Linked DNA regions of Hordeum vulgare: region 2 is linked to region 1. Evidence: chromatin contacts called from public Hi-C data. All regions are on one chromosome and are shown on one strand. The core of a region is the stretch at or near the end of the contact, and the rest is flanking DNA. Distances in the headings are between cores, read along the strand shown.

What was found. Hi-C and Micro-C count contacts between places; a contact is called where the count stands out from the background.
Region 2: a Hi-C map of seedling shows a contact between it and region 1, with 2.4 times the contacts expected there. The contact joins the enhancer-like site here to the promoter of LOC123395962 in region 1. A contact is called at or near these places in 2 of 6 Hi-C or Micro-C datasets (leaf and seedling).

Annotation. Positions count from the first base shown.
Region 1 is chr5H:101,480,709-101,483,378 of MorexV3_pseudomolecules_assembly, forward strand. It overlaps LOC123395962 (intermediate cleaving peptidase 55, mitochondrial), which reads left to right and starts at 1,298. Exons shown (of 13, transcript XM_045090983.1): 1 at 1,298-1,456; 2 at 2,264-2,371. The coding sequence starts at 1,409.
Region 2 is chr5H:102,436,995-102,439,664 of MorexV3_pseudomolecules_assembly, forward strand. No RefSeq gene overlaps it. Among protein-coding and RNA genes, the nearest start is that of LOC123395904, 32 kb to the left of the region's middle. Within about 2 kb of position 1,362, at least 3 of the 3 cell types and tissues checked have open chromatin away from gene starts, as enhancers often do. A contact at or near this core is called in leaf and seedling, where this site is marked.

The sequences.
Region 1 (2,670 bases), core at 48-2,547:
TAATCCAATTTCCTATTTTTTAATATGCAAAAGTTTTTGTAATTCTAAATTATTTAAATTATAAATAAACAAAAATGGAACGGAAAATTTTAAATAAAAAAAAGAACTATCAAAACTGGCATTAGCTATTTTTAAAATTTTAGGACATATTTTGAATTAGAAAGCATTTTGTTAAATGTATTTAATAGTTTTTAATACATGAAATTGTATTTGAGATCATGGACTATTCTTATTGTACAAACATTTTTATAAAATTGCAAACATTTTATTGTATATGCCAACATTTTTTACAAAACTCCGAGCAGTTTTTGAACTCACAAACATTTTAATTTTTTAAATATGTTGATTTATAATTTCCAATTTATTAAAATTTTAAAGATTATTTATAGTTCTAAATTATTTAAATAAAAAAGTAAAACCGAAATGAAAATAAATAAATAAACGGAACTAAAAGCAGGCGCCTGTGCATGGGCCGGCCCATACGGTGTGCTGGATATTCTTCCAGCGTGCAGAACGTAATATAGGAGGTTTTTACATGGGCCGGCCCAGTTCAAGATTTTTCGCTTTGTATAACGTTTTCTATTACTTACCAGTGGCATGGTGTGTAACTTATGCAAATTTTAGGGGTAATTTTCAAGACGGAAGATCTGAAACCGAATTTGCTTTATTATTAGAAAGAGATACAACAGAAGGTTAAGTTTGTTTGGAAGAAAGTTATAGATATTTTTTGACTTTTTATGGAATTGTTATTTGTTCCTGTATCAAATGCATATACAACCAAGAGTCAAAGGGTATTGCTCGTCCATCCTTGAGTTATTTAGTTTTGATTTGCTATTTTTTTAGAAAGATTTGCTAATTATTTTATTCTTCCTTCGTCTTATAATATAGTACATTCATGTTTTTTAAGATTTAAGTTTGATAGTAAATTTAATCAACGCGAACGATTGCTGCGGGTGTAAAGTATAATAATACGAATTCAATGATACAATTTTTACTTCCGTCATAATTGACTACGTTGATTAAATTTATAATCAAGTCTAAATCTTAAAAAGCGTGGATGCATTATATTATTGAATGAAGGGAATCCTACAGTCGTAGGTTCTCTCTAGATTGTAGAACGAAGACGCTGGAACAGAAAAAATTAAAAAAATATGGCACAAATGCAAATTGAAAACACATGGAACGAACGGCAGAAAATACTCCCAAATGAACCCGAAGAAGCCTAGAGCGGAATCGCCAAAGCTACTTGAACATGGACCGAACGACGCTTTAGGATTAGTGACGGACACTGTTTTGCGTACACATCTTTCCCGTCCCTTCTGGACGGCTAGGATCACCGCAGAGTCCCAGGTTAGGGTCTCCGGGAAGGCTGGCGGAGGGGCGAAGAAGAATCAGGAGAGGGAGCTGCATGGCGACGGCGGCGCGATTCTTGCGAAGGACGCTGCGAGCAAGCGAGGTACTCAGATCGAACCCACTAATTCCTATCCTAATCACCGCCGACGAGGAGCTCGTTCCCTCTCCCCTCTTCGCGTGCACCCCCCCCTCCCCCCCCCCCCCTAAATCAGTCCCTGTCCGCGCTGCCGTCGCCGAAGATTATTAATCTGCTGTAGTTCTGTATGCATTTAGTGTTTATTAGTATTCTGTGCTCACCAAAGGCGCGGCTTTGTTCCCGACCTTGTTGCGAGCGTTTAACCACTAGGTCGATCCGTGGTGCTTGAGAAGCAGCTGACGGGATACCCTTGGACTGTTAGCTTCACTGAATATATTGGATTGGGAGTAGCTTAAGGGTAGAATGGAATAGCTTTCGCACCGGTACTATTTTTCTGATTCGAGGGATGGTGTGGGGTGGGGGGGTGGGGGGATATTTTTGCTCAGTCTGTTCACGCTTCCTAGGTGATTATCTAGATAAGGTGCTATATGGATATTTCGGTAATGCCCTGAGCTTCGGTTCTGATGAGGTCCTTGGTTAATATGGGTTTTGGTTGAATTGTGATTTGCACGTCTCACATCTTGGCAGCACAAACGGAATGCCAAAGTATCCAAATTGACGGTCCCTGGATTCTAATCGTCGCTAATTATACGTTTGCTTTTCCATGGAAGTCATGAATTCGTCTTGCAATTGATGACTTAATCACCGCTAATTATAGGTTAATGGGAGCAATTTGGTGGCATGAACATAACACCCACACCTCTTATGGGTGCTTTTATAGCATTGTTTACCTTTCGAGTGTTGGATTCTGATTCAAGGCATTCTTTGATGCAGGGGGCGTCTCGCTTGTTATCTACCTCTCACAGTATAATTAGGCGTGTTGCATACACTACCGGAGGAATAATTGATGTTGGCCAGCCAACACCCAGATCTCATCCCGAGGTACCATCTCTTTTAGGCTCGGTGTGCAGTTGTGTCGTTGCTGAACTGTGCTGTGCTGAACTTTTATAATCTGCTGTTGAAAAGTAGCCACAATAACAGAAAAAGCTGGTTACAAACAGTAAATTAGGCAAAAGCAGGTCGAAAGAACGGGACTATCATAATCCGTACTGGTTTGGTGCTGCACGTGCTTGTTGTTTCTAAATTTACAGGCATGACAACATTTTAATCTCGTTATGACAAAAACCAGTATCTATAGGAGTTTTTATACATCCATTATTATCATCATCTTTCATACACTC
Region 2 (2,670 bases), core at 112-2,611, 960 kb after region 1:
AATCACCAGACCCGCGTATAAATATGACATCTTGACATAATCGAACGGGCAAGCACAAACTACTTTTTTAGGATGATAATGTATAAAAATATGACAACTCGGCATATTTAAAATCGATGACCATTTTTTTTTTGTAATTGTTTGTAAATATGACAAGTCGGAATAGTTAAATTAGCAAGCACATAATTTTTTTTGGTAAAGTTGTATGTAAATATTACAAGTTAACATATTTAAATTAGCAAATCAAACATATGACATGCATTTAAATCATGTATAATGAAAAATTGCTACAAGACAACAAACATTTATCAAACACGGTCGTCGGGTTTAAGCAAGCGTAGTTGCCAAAAGTCTATACACATGATTGCCAAGTTGACAAGTAACTTAATTAAACGTGGCTACTAAATGTATCATAGTCTAACAACTAAATAATAATAATCTGGCAACTATCAATGAAAAAAAATATTTAGTTTTTATATTATTCTTTCTTTTTTCTTTTTTTCTTAAATAAGCGATTCTGTTTTCAAATTCGTTAAGTTTCTTTTCTAAATCGATGAAATCTTTCATAAATTGCATGAACATTTTTAAAAATGAATGAACTTTTTTGGTTTTTGGCAAACTTTTTTGAAACCGATGATCTTTTTTTTCAATTAGATGAAATGTTTTTCAAAATAGATAAACCTTTAATCAAAATTGATGATATTTTTTAAAAACATGTGGACTTTCTTTTAGTTAGATCAAATATTTTTCAAAATTGCTGATTCTTTTTTCAAAATCCATGAATTGTTTTCAAAACCGGTGAACTTTTTTTCAATTGGATGCAATGTTTTTCAAAATTGATGAAATATTTCCAAAATTGGTGATTTTTTTTCTCAGTTAGGTGATTTTTTTTTTCAAATCGATGTTTTTTTCAAAAATCAATGAACTTTTTTTTAAATTATTTGAGCTTTTGTTCGAATTCAATGACCTTTTTCAAAAATCAAGTTGATCGTGTTTTTCAAAATAGATGAACGTTTTTCAAAATCATTGAATTTTTTATCAAAATTGATGAACCTTTCTCAAATTCTATGGACTTTTTCAAATTTGATATTTTTTCCTTTTAAAACCTGTGAACATTTTCCCATTTGATGAACTTTTTTGCAAAATAGATAAACTTTGTTTTGAAAATCAATGAACTTTTTTCAGGGTTGTGAACTTCTCTTTCAAAATGAAGAACTTTTTTCAAATCACAATCTTTTTCAAAATAATTAAAATTTGGCCGAATGTTTTCCGTACCGGCCCAGCACGGGAAGCTGAAGGTGTCAGCAGTGCGAATGGACGCCTGGAGCGCCGTATAGGAGCTTCCAGCTGCAGGTGCTGGCGGCACAAGCGCCGATAAGGTTGCCTCAAAAAACAAAAAACAAAAACAAACGCCGACTAGGGATGGGAACTCCTATATGTCGCTCCTCGCAGCGAGTAATCGGGCAATTGCACAGGTGTAGTCTACTTGGGCCGGCCCATTGCGGTGTCCAGTGGAGCGAGGATTAAAAAAGAAAAAATGGATGGCGGTAACTCGGATTTGAACTGACGATGAGGTGCTGATGTGCAATCGACGGAAGCCAATACCACTGAAGTGCTCTTGCCGCACATGTGCATCGCTAAACTACAAGGACTACCAAAGTATGAAACATGAAATTTTTTGACATTTTGAGCAAAATCTAAAAAGGAACAATTTGGCATAATTTTTGAAATAACAAACACTTTTATGATTTTAAGAACAAATTTAAAAATCTAGAATAATTCTGAAATTCCTAAGAAATTTTTTAATTGGGACATTCTTTTAATAGATAAAAATGTTTTTCAACATCGTGCATTTTTTTTAAAACATTGCACATTTTCAGTAAATACGAACATTTTTTAAAACTTTGAACAATTTTATAAAAATACCAATTTTCTTTTGGACACGCAAAAAAAATATGGAATATATTTAACATTATTTGAATTTTTTAACAAAATCTGAGAACTAGGAAAATGTTTGGAAGCACAAATATTTTTGAAATTTAAGAGTAATTATTGAAACAGAGAAGAACTTGGCAAATATCGACCAACTTTGGAAATGTGAACAATTTTTGAAACAATGAACAATATATTTTAAAAACCATAACATTCTTTGACACTATGAACATTTTTGCAATATGTGAACAAGTTTTGAAATTGCCAAATATTTTTCGAAATGCAAAGAAAATATGAAAATTTTAACATTATTTCAATTTTTTAACCAAGTCTAAGAACTAGAAGAATTTTATGGACGCAAGAACACTTTCTAAAATTAAGAAAAAAACTTAACATATAAATTTTTTGCAAATCTCCACCATCTTTGCAAATGTAAACAAAATTTTAATAGGTCAACAACTTTTCTGAAGATCGTATCATTTTTCTGAAATGATGAACATTTTGTGAAAACGCGAACAATTCTGAAAAATACCAAACATTTCTTGGATGCAAATAAATCCGTAATATTTTGAAGATTTTTAAAAATTTATAAAATTCTGAAATAAGAAAAGAATAAAATAAAAAATAAAAAGAAACATAAAACAGGAAAAAAGACTAAAATGAAACTAGAAAAGCAAGAAAGGGAATAGAAAAGGAGAGAATGAAAAGAAGAAAATGAAAAAAAAAAACAGAAAACAA